2 separate regions of the Sus scrofa genome follow, and region 1 is linked to region 2. The links are chromatin contacts, called in public promoter capture Hi-C maps. All regions are on one chromosome and are shown on one strand. The core of a region is the stretch at or near the end of the contact, and the rest is flanking DNA. Distances in the headings are between cores, read along the strand shown.

Evidence for each region. Promoter capture Hi-C pulls out the DNA fragments that hold promoters and counts their contacts.
Region 1: a contact with region 2 is called in a promoter capture Hi-C map of liver, with 6 times the contacts expected there. The contact joins the promoter of PHYHIPL here to the enhancer-like site in region 2. A contact is called at or near these places in 3 of 5 promoter capture datasets (fetal liver and liver), 24 of 47 Hi-C or Micro-C datasets (adipocytes, alveolar macrophages, brain and 14 more) and 1 of 2 datasets of contacts at active chromatin or transcription factors (skeletal muscle).

What each region holds. Positions count from the first base shown.
Region 1 is chr14:62,522,928-62,530,173 of Sscrofa11.1, reverse strand. PHYHIPL (phytanoyl-CoA 2-hydroxylase interacting protein like) reads right to left here and starts at 4,259. Exons shown (of 5, transcript NM_001244581.1): 1 at 3,931-4,259. The coding sequence starts at 4,036. It overlaps LOC110256651 (a long non-coding RNA gene), which reads left to right and starts at 4,486. Exons shown (of 7, transcript XR_002338489.1): 1 at 4,486-4,628.
Region 2 is chr14:62,304,369-62,311,704 of Sscrofa11.1, reverse strand. The region is part of intron 5 of LOC110256651 (a long non-coding RNA gene); the gene reads left to right. Among named protein-coding and RNA genes, the nearest start is that of PHYHIPL, 220 kb to the left of the region's middle. Within about 2 kb of position 2,639, at least 2 of the 83 cell types and tissues checked have an H3K27ac peak or open chromatin away from gene starts, as enhancers often do. A contact at or near this core is called in liver, where this site is marked.

The DNA.
Region 1 (7,246 bases), core at 3,010-5,509, 220 kb before region 2:
AGGTCTAGCTGATTCTAAAATGGTATTTACCACCATGCTAAATGCTATGTCAGTGAGACCAACGCCAACCTTACATTCTTGTACTATTAAAGGTAATAGCTAAGAGTATTCTTCCTAGATGTCAATTTTAGAAATATCATTAAGAATTATCTAACGCAGAATTGTGTTACTAAGTACTTCTGTATTTTGTTTCCAAAATTAACATTTATTTAATTCACATTTCAATAAGCATAAAGAATATCTCAACTGATTTCAAATTTAAACAAATACGATAAAGCCCAAATTCAAGGAATTTACCTTTTAAAATATATAAAAAGAAAAACCCTTTTTCCCTTTCCTCCACAAAAACTACTGTTAGAGACAAAAACAGGGAAATCTGTCAGCTTCTGCCTGTGCAATTTCTTTAAAATGTGTTCCCTGGCTGACTAGCATCATAAACTTCACAGATCATATCCAGGCAGTCAGAAAAATGCCCTAATCATGGAAAGAATACTTGTTCAAGCTAGAAAGCCTTGGGAATGGATTTAAGTGCTACACAACAAATTAATTTTGTATTTTCTTCCTCACTATTATAACAAGACTGCAGGGAGCTTGGATGCATATAAAGCAATATAAAGATAAATCTTCTCAGCAAGGAAAGAAAGCTTCTATATGTATATGCATGATAAAAAAGATGAAAAGAAGCAATGCAGAATTCTACGTATGGAGTCAGAGTTGTTTTGTCACGTTAAGGTCACTGAGGGTCTGAAGAAACAAACTGGAAAAGAGTTTCCAAATTACTGATGCTTCCAGATGAGAAATTAATGTTTTTTCTTTGATGTTTTTGGAAAAGTACATTAGATATGCAACTTGAGGATACTTCAGCACAGCAGAGATGGAAGAAAACAGACTCTTTCACTTACAACAGAGATTACAGAAACTACTAGATCTACAGCACATCTTCAGAGATTTCCTAATAGAAGTCTATCCAGAATCTTCATCTGGAATAACCCTTAGGCAGGGCCTTACACTAGCAACCAAAGCACATATGCCCAGGATAAAAGTACACATGAGATAGTGTGTGTATATAAATCCTCTTGTATAATTAAAAAAAAATCCAATTATATGACCACTTGGACTCTATTCTATATTTTCAAAGACTATTAGGTATTTTTGAGGAATCATGAGAAAAAGAAGCATTGTGAATTGTTGCTAATAATGTAAACAAATTAATTTATAAGAAAATAGCTAAATACAGAAAAAAAATAAGAGAGCCAGAGAAACATAAGCCATACTGTTTACCAGCAGCTCCAGCTCTTAGTTGATGCAATACGCAAAACACTATAAAATTAAACATGTCTATGAGTGGAGAGGGTAAAAGAAAATGTTTATTAAACAATCATATGCTACTTTCTCATTCTATTTTAGTCCACTTACAAGGAATTTTTCTAATTTTTCCCATCAGATTAATAGTAGAGTAAAATAAAGAACAAACAAGACAAATCTATTTCTATAGTCATAAAATTATGAAAATATAGCATTTATTACTTGAGCACATAATATACCTACCACATACTAATATTTCTGTAATATAGTTATAGAAGTTAAATAATGAGGCCTTAGTGAAAGGAAGGGAGTGAAGGAACCAAATAGCCTTTACCTGAAAATCTCTCAATATAAAATTTATAATAAGATGTGGTTGAAAAACTTAATGCAATACTTAGAAATTTTTTTGTAAAAATAACTATATCATCTCTTCCAAATTACTCCCATGAAGCCAACTTATTAACATCTTTGGAATTGATGTATAGAGTTATGAAATGAAAAGTTAGGCATTTAAGAACACCTTTACACAAGCTATTTTCAAATTTTACACATCTTTTAATAGAAGAGTTAACCCTTTATATATGTTAGTATACACTATTTTATAAAATGAAACATTAGTTAATCTATGCTGAATCCATTAGAAAGTCTGCAAATAAGCAATTTTCATAGATATGGCCTAGTGACAATACCTTTCCAAATCAAATGTTACATAATTGGCTCATTTTGCAGGATTAATAATGTGAAATGAAACAACTAAAAAATATTAACAAAATAAAATGACCACTTCTCCAGAAGAAGAGACCATGGTAAATGCAGCACATTAATTTTTGCACTCTACATTATTAACTCTGTAACCATCATTTAAAAACTTTATGTTTCCTAGTATCTTTGAAACATGTGGTTAAAAGCAATTTTAAGTATTGATTACTGGCTTCTGAAGAGCAACCATGACTGCCTGTTTCCAAAAACTACAGCAATAAGCTTCTGATACATCACTGAGGTAAATGAAAATAAAATCTACTTTTAGTAGATTCTTGGTTTTCTGTCAAAGCAATCTAGGAAAATGAAAATATTTACAATGATAACAGTACAAAAAGTCATTTCACAATAGTGTAAAGTAAACTCCATGGGACTTCTTATGTGATATGTTTTTTAAAAATCTGTATATTCTAATAATGCAAGCTTATATATAGAATATAGAAACAATGAATTTTTTTTAGATGCCACAAATATGTGCACCTATTACTATGGTGACCAAAATAGTCTAAGGATGAAGGAAATGTAAGTAACTTTTCCAAGAATATTTCATAAACATACAACACTTGTTTCAGAATTATTTAAAGTGGTTTTGGATTCAAAGAGCAATTACTCAAAGAGTGACTGTCCTAAATTTATTAACAAGTGGAAACTCCATGTTCAGCTGACCTAAACTGCACTGTATAGCAACGCCTAACCAAGTTATTACCATTTAAATGACTGTAAACAAGACCTCTGCTCTCTACTTGGATTCATACTGATCAATTTTATGACCTATCATAAGCACATTAGTGTTTCTGTATCACTTTGGCTAAACACCATTTTAAAATTACCCCTCTCTATATAGTTAAACCTTAATTTCATTTAAAGCCCAAACTGTTCAGAATCATCTTGACAACACACAAATTATTTTTCCTTTGTCAGATGTACAATTTTACAATTATTAGGCCAATCAATACTAATCAGGTGACTTTACAGATGAAGTTTTATTCCACATTACTTAAACAGCACTGACTTCCAACTACTCCAACTCATACAGAAGCACTATAACTACCCATACTGCACAGAGTACTAGTTTATCTCTTTAACGCTCAGAACCTGTGTTTAATCAATTTCCTTCTTTAGGAGACTGCCAACTTTAACAATAGAATAGGCCATATAATATCAACACACAATGGTGAGTACTCGCCACATATTCTGAATCACAGGAGCTATATTAGGCCACTTCCTTTACAGATTTTTGACAGTTTCTAAATCGTACCCCAAAACCACGAAGCCTGTGGCTGTCCTTGGTGCTGAAATGCACTCTTTTTCTGCCCCTTCACTGAAGAAACTGTCACCTCAATCCCATTTTGAGAGAAGGAAATCTGAAGAAGGGAGGTTCAGAAAAGGAAATGATAAGTTTCTGGGCAGAGATCGCTAACTACTGTGTGCGGGGGGTGAAGGGGGTGGAACAGGCTAGAAACATCCTGAGGGCAACTCCCCTTCGGCTCCCGGAGACCCAGGAAAGCGGTTCTGCGGCAAAGGTCGGACACGCCTCGTCCCGAGCTGGAGCAGCGGGCAGGAACGGCGCCCTCGCGGGGCAGCCCCTCAGCCGGGGCCAGGCAGCCGAGAACAGCGAGCGGCGCCGCAGCCGGGGACTTTCCCGGACGAAGCGTTAGCCCCGGGGTCCTTTTGTTCCCCGGGTTTGAGGGGAGGGTAGGTGGGCGAAGGGGAGCCCCCACCCTCATTCATTTGCACAAGGGTTGGGGGGAGGACAACAAAAGACCCTGCCGCCCGAGCGGGCAGGGTCGGCCAAGCCGGGGCTGCCGAGGCGCCTGGCCGCGGCGCGGGCTCGGCCCCTCTCCCCGAAGTCCCGGCCGCTCTTACCGTCCCGGTCGCACAGCTGAATGGCCTCCAGGCTGAGGTTTTTGATCACCTCCTCACAGGGACTGGTAGGGCTGTTGAGGGCATGATCCAGGCGCGGCACCTCCATTTTTCCAACCCCCTTCTCAAGTCCGCCTGCTTCGTACCCAAGCTCTCTCGGCGGACCGTGTGGTAGAGAAGGGCGGGAAAGGGAAGGGGAGTGGCGGAGGGCGGGAGGGGGGCAGGCCTGGGACTCGGCGCTGAGGAGCCGAGGCTGAGCTGCGGGGCTAGAGAGCCGCTGCCGAGGCGACAGCAGAGGCAGGAGCTCCGCGGAGCGTGCGGGTCTGAAAGACGGAGACCGACCCGGCGCGAGGGTGGGAGGCGGCGCGCTCCCGGCGGGGAGGGGACGCGGTGCGCGGGGAACGTGAGGAAGAGGGCGCGAGGCGCGCAGGCGCGCAAGAGGACGCGTCCACCTGCTGGCGCGCAGCATTCGCTCTCCCCCGCCCTTCTGCGCGCGCGCGCCCCCGGCGGCCCTCCTGCCTCGGCGCCTTCAGGCCCAAGGTGAGGGCTCTAATCGCCAGGAGCGCGGGAACGGCGGGCGTGTCTGGCGGTGAGGGTGGCGCTTGCCTCTCCCTCCCTCCCGGTGAGGGTGATTTGGCGTTCATTCCCTCCTCACAGTGTCATTCGGAGCCAGGTTGGCACTGAGGCTTCTGCACGAGGAGGTGAGATTGAGCAGTTGGTTTATCAGGGATTGGGAAAATGAGGGTCCACACACTTTTCTATCGGGTTTGGGAGCCCGCGGGCAACCTTCAACCCCTCACGGTCCGGGGCTCCTAGCCGCCCTAATCCTGTTTGCTTGGCCAGCCATTGGAAACAGCTGCTCAGTGTGAGAATGAGCCGACTAAATGAGGAGAGGTACGGTTTAGGGATAGGATTTTGGCCATCCCGAAGGAGGGGCAAACTGTGGAATTCAGAACTGCCAGAAAGGTGAGGGAATAAGGGGATGCCCGCCAAAGCTGCTGAAAGGCAGCAGATGTGCCTTGGGGAGCCAGCTGCTAGTCTTTCATCCTTCACAGTCTAGCTTCATTCATTCATTCAACAAATAAGTGCTTACTCCCCATCAAAGGCTTTGTTTTAGTTGCCAGTGAAGGAGAGAAAGACAGTATCTGCCCTGCAGCATTTGGAAGGTAGCTTTCTTTTCCACAGTGGAAAATGTGCTGTCTTAAGTTACCCTAAACTTGTGTGCCCATTATTTTTAGTGTCACGAGATTCTGCAGTGCACTCAGTGGAGGTGTACATGATTTTTAAAAAGAAAATAGATATAGGGTCCCAGGCGTTTTGCTTTTTTGGAATAGTTTTTAGTTTTGTTACTATCTCAGGATCAAAAGTAGTGCCACCTCCCCATTTTTAGTGTGTATTCTAATTTGAAATGAAAGTTTCTTGTCATTGATTTTCCAACCTCAAACCTAGATGTTAACCTATAGAGTAAGTTTACACATGGATTGCTATATGCTGCCCTTTCTAGTCGCATCCATTTAGCCATAACATGGCTAAATCTAGTTAATTGATGCCTCATGAAACACAAGGACCAGCTTAAGGTAAAATAAGCCTGTGAGAAAATTTGGCACAATTGCAAATTGTTAAAAATCTGCAGAATATAATTGGGTATCCTAAAGTGAAACGTCCTCATTATCAGCTTAGGTATTAATGAAGATGGATGTCCTTCGTGTACTTTGAGAAAATTTTTGTGTCAAGGTGTCCCCAAGGAAAGGATAAATTATTACTTGTCAAGAAGCATGACAAGATGGTGCTTATTGGTGAATTTCCTGTGTTTTAAAGCCTGGTTCTGAAGGACTAGAAATTAATATTGTCAGCCCAACTACAATAAGTTCATCTTTCAGAGTAGTATTAAATTTATAAATCTTAAAATGAACTGTGTAAGCTATATTACCAATTTATTGATTTACAGATGAGAAACATAATTCATGCATAGAATTAAAATTAAAAAGCATATGAATATTTAGAAAGCACCTGCTATGTCCAAGGACAGTATACTAAACGTTGAATTTTTGAATCCAAATAAGGAAAGATAGACATTGAAAAAGTAAAATGATAGGTGTTATGAAAGAGGAAGTATGGGAGTTTGTGGAAGCACACACATGGATCCCATCAAAGTCTGGTTAGTTAGGAAAGCCTCTAAAATGACTTTATTTTAAAGATATGGGAAATGATTGAAAGGCTTTAAAGAGTAAAATATCAGTAGAACAGTATTTGAGTAATGGAAAATGGGGTGATGTTTTGAGAAATAGTAATGCAAATATAAGACCTACTTAATCCAAAGCACCTTTCTGTTAAGGATTTAGATTGTTACATAAGAAATATGAAAAATCAGTTAATGTTTAACTTTTGACATTCAGCCTAGGATTTTTTTTTTTTAGCAATTGTTAGGCCTCAAATCAAGACATTGTCAAGAGATAAAATATAAATTTGTACATGGTTTAATATTTCAAGATTAGGCCAATGATGCAAATGATAGAATTTCTCTAGCAAAGACAAGATATTCTAGCCCACCATAAAGGCTTAGGTCAGAGATTGGTGTAAGGAAGATGGTGGCTGTGGGATAAGTAAGTAGAAGAAAAGGCTCAGAGGATTATAAAAAAGAGGTAGAAGTGCTTGAGGAAGGCATCCAACAACATTTTTACTCACTCTTACCTTGAGGATGTAGGGTGAGGGGTTGTAAATTTAGAAATGTCCAGATGGATATGGGAAGGCTACAGGACAGAGCAATTGCTGCCCCAGTTCTTAGATCTTTGGGAGGATGTCACCGGGTCATGCTAAGAGGGAACCACATTCAAGTAACGTTGAACAGGGCATCATTGTTAGGTGAAGGGAAGACAGGAGTTTACTTTCCAGAACTGCTGAAAGTTCCTTGTTCTCAGAAGGTAGCTGAGTTGAGAGCTAGCAGGCCTGCCATGTTAAAAGAGCAAAGTGATATTCTAGCAAAAACTGCAGGGGAGACCTTCTAGAACACTGATGTCTAAACCATCAAAAAAGATAAGACTTGTCAGTCAGAGACAGCTACCAGGCCCTGACCAAACTGAGAAAGCACAGACTAAGAGTTTTCTACCCACCAACTCCAAATGAAAAACCAGATATGCAGGAGATGTCAACACAGAAACCCGAGGAGGCAAAAGATACTATTTAAGTCCCAGTGCCTCAGAGTAATGATATTCCCAAATACCATTTAAAAGAGGATATAGGGGGAAAGGTAGAAATCTGAAAGACTGAGGGTTATATCTAAAAAAATCCTAACTTTACCTAAAGGAACATATTAAAATAC
Region 2 (7,336 bases), core at 1,390-3,889:
TCCACTTCCAGGACAAATAAAATTTAATTTTCTAAAGCAACTAAAATAGTGAAAATTAGAATCTACTTCTAGCCTTGTTCATGAAATCCAAAGGCAATTGGCCAGATACCAGGATCTTTCTTACTATGTTCCCAGGTTCATCTGGGACAGTAGATGTAGGAAGGAATAGATTGTAGTTCATTTTTTTAATGACTTTTTTTTTTTTTTACAAAATTCATTATCTTTTGAAAGAAGTTTTCCAATGAAAAAAATACATCTTATAACATCTTAGAGCAGGGAGGAATCTTAAAGGTTTTCCAAATTCCATCCCTTTCTTTTACAGAGAAGAGTGCTGAGAGTCAGAGAGGTTAATTATGTCCTCTAACCACCTAATTACTCTGTCATTTCTAATTATTGCTAGAAAAAAAGCAGGAATTCCCAGTGCCCTCCATTTATGTGCACTGAAAAACCAGTTTGCATATCAGCAGGAAATGTCAGCATCAAGGCCAAGAATGTTCAGTTTGTTCATAATAAAAGTAATAACAGCTGACATCTATTGAGCAATTATAATGTGCCAGGCACAGGGCTAAATGCTTTACAACATGTATCTCATTTAACCTCTGAGTACTCCTGTAAGGGATGTTTATCCGTCTTATAGAAGGGAATATCATAGCTGAGAGAACTAGGTGACTAGTTTAATAGTTCAAACAGCTAGGAAGAAACAGGCTCAAGGTCTGATTCCAGTCATTGCTTCTGACCATAACACTAAATCTTACCTCCTGGCTATTTCCATGTCTCACTTTCCCGTAAGAAAACCAAGAATCAATAATCAACTATGAGCTTAATGCCTCCCTCTGACAGCTAAATCCATCCCCAAGGAAGTCATCCAACTCTAGCCAACTAACCATATTTCCTAGTAATCTACTTTAAAAAACAAAACAAATTTTTTTCCTGATTATAAATGTAAATCATATTCAACTTGAAAAAAATTAAAAACACAAAGATAAAGGAGAAAATTAAAATCTCCTGTAATTATACCAAGGATCACATGCAGAGAAATCTTATTTTCTTCCATTTTAAAGACCACTATATTTCTAGCAAAACTCAGCAATAATCTCTAGCTTTTTCTTCATATGTCATTTTCCTTAAGGAAATTTGCATAGTGAATGACCACCATCAATGATTATTTATACTTTTTCATTCATTCATTTATTCAACTGAGATATAGTGCTTGAGTGTCTACCCTGTACCAGGTGCTCTGCTAGTTGCTAGACTCACTGATGGCTAAAGACAAGCCCTGGTCCTGGCCTTGTGGAACCTGCAGATTTATTCTCAGAAAGAAGTTTTCAATGTCTTTTATCTTAACTAGCCTGACAAGATACAGATGCTTTTTAGTCCATATGCCCAATTGGAGTAATTCTTTCCATCACTGTGATAGAGGAAGGGTGGTATAAAGAAGTGTCTCATAGCCTCATAACTGACATAGAGCAATTAAAAGCCACTGGGGAAAAAAAAAAGAAAATTGTGGGTCTTTGGAGTTCCCACCATGGCTCAGTGGGTCAAGAATCCTCCAACTGCAGCAGTTTGGGTTGCTGCCAAAGTATAGGTTCAATCCAAGATCCAGCATCACCCCAGCTCCACCATAAACTGTAAATTCAATCCCTAGCCCAGAAACTTCCATATACTGTGGGTGCAGCCATACAATTTTTAAATAAATAAATAATAAAATTGTGAGTTTGATAATAACTTTTCATGGCAAACATAGATCACGGGCTTGGATTTTAAGGATTTCCCACAAAAATATTCTTTCTATCCAGGACATAGATATTTCTTTGGTGCTAAGCTGGCAGCCTTACATGTAGAGGGGTTAGGAATCAGGTGCTTAAGCTTGGAATTCCTTTTATGTGGACAAAACTTGCCATTAGACAAACACCACTGAGGCTGATTGAAATGTGTGACTAAAACTCATTCTAAACAACACATGGTGGGGCCATAATTCCTAAGAACAGGCATTTATGGGAGTAATGCTCTCAAAAGCCTAAAGTCTATGGGAATGGAGGAGACAATTCATTATAAGTCAGCCATGCATTCTATCTTAATTTCTTATTTCTGCATATCAAGTGGATACAAGTTTAACTGTTTAAAGCAACACACATTTAGTCACTTATACTTCTGGCAGTCAGAAGACTAAAATGGGTCTGCAGGACTGTGTTCCTTCTAGAGGCCCTAGGGGAGAATCTCTTATTACCTTTTCCAGCTTTAAGAGGCTCCCACATTCCTTGGCTCAAGACTCACATCACTCTGACCTCTGCTTCCATTATCATAGTTCCTTCACTGACTGGTCATTCTGCCTCCCTCTTACTAGAAACCTTGTGATTACAGTGAGTCCATCTTAAGAATCTTAATCATACCTGCAAAATCCCTTTTACTATGTAGGGGGATCAGGTGTTTGGGACCTGGATGTCTTTGGGGGGGGCCATTATTTGGCCCACCACAGGCTATAATGACAGACTGGAGTATCTCACATTTTTCTTGAGCTGGAGTTACTGCAGTAGGGTTTGAGTCCCTCCCTCTTTCTTTTCTCTTTCCTCTCCTGTCCTTCCACTCAGTTCTGTTTTGATTCAAATATTGAGTCATCCTTTCTGGGATTTTCCTACCTCCTGCAGGCAGAAAGACATTGGTGCAAAGTTCTGTTCCAACTACTCTTCTTTATTTATTTCACCATAACTTCTATTTGTGCTTGAAAAGCCCACGGACATATTGCGTAAGTGGATTTGTGCTCAAAACTACCTACCTCAGGCTCTTGAAAGAAGACTTAGTCACTGAACACTTATTTTAGCCATATAATTGCAAATTTCTCATTGCTTAATTCAGGGAAGATGAGCCTAAGTATAGGCTGTTTAGTTTTCAGAGGATGAACCTATGAAGAAAGGTCTGTTCTCTCTGGATAAGGTCTGCTGGCATTTGGTAACTGAGGTGAGCCAGTGAAAGAGCATTTCAGTGCCTCTTGAATCATACACTATCCAATTCCTTAGGACCTAAAAAATACCATTGCTGACCTTCCCTTTTAGGTCAAAAGCTTCTTAGCAGAAGAATCTAAAGCAAAGATTATTATATCAAGTTTATCACATTGATGTCAGTGGTGATGGTGCCCCTACAGAAGGGAAGGCATCCCAAAGCAGAGAGACAAATGGGAAGCCCATATATATATGCCCTCCCCATGCCATACCCAAGCAGACATCACTAATCAATCAAGCACCATTCTTCTGGGGAGCCTAGATCTGGCCTTAAAACCATTCCTGACTGAATGTTCCAACAAGCCACTGCCATTCAAACGGGATTGGCAAGTAAATGGAGCTCTATCTGATGTCCCTGCATTAGAGAGCCAATGCCCTCTTGTTTCCAAACATTAAGGAAAATTCCTTCTGCTGCAATCCAGCAATAAAACACTCTGGTGCCTGGAATACTACTTGAGCTCAATTTCTGGAGCTGCCAAAATCCTGAGGGACACTGAATGAAAAGTGAAGCAGATGCTTCTCCTTCCTATCTCCCTATTTTCTATTTGGAGACCTTGGGTGGGGATCCTATCTCAGTGCTTCCAGTTCCTCCTTTGGGGATACTGGATAATGGGGCTTTGGTCACTTTCTCCTCCATGGAACTTTTGTGCTTTGAATTCCTGCATTCAATGTGCAGCCCTACCCCAAATTTCTGCATTTTCTTCCTTAATTATGGCTCTCCTCCTCTTTCCTCAAAGCAAAATCCTGCTGGGCCCCCAAGAGTATCCTCCCTAAGGAGTACTTGGAAGTAATGTCAAAATCTTCAAAGGCAAGGAGGTGAAAGAAACACAGGCTCATCCATCCCTGTCTCTTTTTTTCACCTTGTGGTTTCCACTCACAATAAGCAACCTTAGAGGTTATCAAACACCCAACCGTGCTGTGACAACCATTCATCCATTAAAGCCTCTGATTGCCTGGCATAATTGCAGCTATACTCCTACTCCAGGAACATGGCCCTTCATCTGTTCTCAGGCACCCGCTGGCTTTTACACTAGTGCTTGCTAGGAAAGAGGAAAAGCCCAGCTCATTCAAACAGCTCAGTGACAGGGGAGCCAGCCACATCAGAACAAGAGAGGGAAGGAAAAGCAGCACATGCAACCGTGTGCTTGCTTTTAATTCAGAGAAAATTATTTACGCAGCTGACTTTCCAAATTTTAGCTTAGTCTCACAGGGAGATTCTTTGCTTTGGACCAGGGCCGTCCGGAGCCTGCAAAATCCTGAAGTGCCCGAATCAAAAGAGCAGATCTCTTCAGTCTCCCAATTTCAACACCTTTCCAGTGCTAGTTGAAAATCCAGCTGCAGGCTTTGCAGCGAAACACATTCATCTAGCTTTATGTCTGAATCGCTGCCTTCAGAGGGGGCTTCTCAGCATAGATACTAGCAAGCTGATTGCCTTCTTTGCAGGGTTACCGCCTGGGAACGCCCACTGGGGCGCCAGCCTTGCGGAGGCACAGACAGCCGCCTGCCTGGGTCACGAGGGCCCAGGGGCCGAGCTGCCCAAGCTGAACGCACCGCGCTGGGCCTCTGAGCATCCCCCGCGCTGGATAGTGGCCAAGAGGGAGAAAGCAGCCTGCAGCCACACAGCCCTGAGCCTCTGCCTGCAGGAAGCTGGGAACCTGTCAGAGGAGGTGGTTAAGGGGATGCTAAGAGAGGGAGAACTCCCTGAGGAGGGCTTTCCTGGCAGCACCATCTGTGACTCTGCATAGGTCAATGGCAGAGCCCTCGGATGGGAGTCCAGAGGCCCAGGCCCTGCCCTTGGCATGATTATCATGTCAATTACGCTTCAGGGCCTCATAGTTCTCATTTAGAAAAACCTAGATGCTAGATTTTATTCTTTAATTGATGATCATTTTTGTTGGAGAACATTTTTTTAAAAATAGAAGAGCACAAAGAAATATAATTAAGTACATACTTTCCAGCCAAAAGAGAACATTGGTAACATTTTGTAATATTTGTTTCAAGACCTGTTTTTAAAATAGAAATGAAGTACAGCAGGACAGAAGATGGAGCTCCTTTCAGCCCCTTTATCCTCTCTTCCCTCAGAGAAAACCACCTGAAAATTAACCTTCTTTCTAATCCACTTGTAGACTTTTAAAAAACCTAAACACAAAAACAGAGACTGTATAATAGTGGAAGGTACATTTTATAATTTGCCCTTTCTGCACCTCTGTTCTGCAGCTAGCTTTTCCCACTCATACTGTGATGTTTTGTCTTGTGTATAGAGCTCACATTCACTATTCTATGGCACTGGGTCAGGTGATTTCTAAACCCCCATGGGGCCTTAACACCAAGCCAGTGATTCTCAAGGTGCACAATAAAGTCATCCGGGGCACTCTTAAAATGCACATGCCCAAGTCCTGTTCTTAGACGTTCTGACTTTGTTGGTCTAGGCATTTGCCTTGCGATCCTGCGATTTCCAAGGAGGAGAATTATGGATGTCCATGATGCCTCTCCTGGTAGATGAGAAGCAACTTTACATCTTCCAACAGAATCAGACCAACCAAAATGAATTTGCTAGGGATACTCCCTGAAACCTAGTGATAGCTGTGTCTGAGGGATGGCAAGACTCTCTCTCCCTTTATCTTAATACTAAAAAAAAAAAAAACAGCAAAAAAAAAAAAAATGATGTTTATGGTCCCTAGCAATCAGCAAGCCTTCATCTCTGTTCCCTGGCAGAGATAGAGATGTTCCTGTTGAGAGGACTATCAGGAAGATGACCCCATCAGGTAAGGGAGAAAACCTGAGAGAGTGAGTGTGAAAGGAATCTGAATCACTCTCTCTTCTCATTGTGTTGCAGCATAAGAGGGAAGAAACTACTGCCAGGTAACTCTGCAGAAAATCTATCAGACACTTACCCCTCCCCTGTCCACCATTTTTATTATTGCCAGACTCAGCTTCCTCACAGAAAGGCACTTGTTAAACTGCCTTTTATAGTTCTGCTAGAGAGATGAATCATGGAAACGTGGGCCCTGCCCTCTAAGAGCCAGTCTTTGGGATAGTTCAGGCACCAAGGTGACCTTGATGGTATTATGTAACCTGTTCTTTCTCTTGCCCCTAAACTTTATGCTAGCCACAGAGGAAACTGCTTGTAAAGAATGATGCAATAAGGTGCAGTTTAACTTTCTATCCTTATGTAATACATTCAACACATACTTACTGAGTGCTTATTAGGGCAGTCACTGAACTGCTAGGTCATGGGGATCCCATGGGCCCAACAGTACAGACTTTTCCCTCCAGTTCGGAATGTAGGTCAACGAACATACAACTAAACAGTATGTATAAAATATGCTACAGCAAGGGGGAAGATAGAATGATCTGAAAAAGCAGAGGAGCATGGATAGAGAGAAAAACAACTTAGTCTTGAGGTCCCAGAAATATATCTTAGAGCAGCGGTTCTCAGAGATGAGTGTGCATAAGATCACCTGGAGGTAAACCATAGACCCTGGCTCTCACCCCAGAGTTTCTGATTCAGTAGGTCTGGAGCAAAACCTGAGGATTTGCATTTCTAATATGTTTCTAGGCAATACTTGCTGCTGTTTGTCTAGAGACCACATTTTGGCAACCACAGTCCTAGAGGAACCAAAGTCTTAGCTTATGCTACTCAAAATATGGTCTGCTGACCAGCAGCATTACAACATAGGCTTTACCTGAAAACCTGTTAGAAGTGTAGAAATTCAAGTCTCACCCCAGATCTCCTGAGTCAGTCTGCATTAAGACCCGAAGTGATACCTATGCATGTTATAGTATGGAAACACCTCTCAAAATCACTGGTTCTCCACCTTCACTGCACACTGCAATCACTTGGACAGTTTAAAAAACTAGTGATGCCTGGCTTCCACCTCTATCAAGTCTGGTTTTAACTGGTAGAAGGTGTGAAAAATCTCCCCCAGGTGATTCTAATATACAGAAAATTTTGAGAACTACTAGCCTAAGGAAAATGCAGACTGAGTAGGAGTTGGTCCTACAGAGAAAGGTAGGAAGAGTGTTACACAGAGCAGAATGTATAACAGCTCAGAAGCAGAGAGAGAAAAGTGGGTTCATTGAATGAAAAGGAATTTGGCGAGCTCAGAATGGAGTGTTAGACACAGGGGAGAAGTGATGAGTTTTGAGTCTGGAGGGGTACAGAAAACAATGCCTAAAAAGAAAAAAAAATCCATGGAGTTCCCATTGTGGCTCAACAGGTTAAGAACCCAAGATAGTATCCATGAGGATATGAATTCAATCCCTGGCCTCACTCAGTGGGTTAATGATCCAGCATTGCTTTAGCTGTGGCATAGGCTGGCAGCTCAAGCTCCAATTCA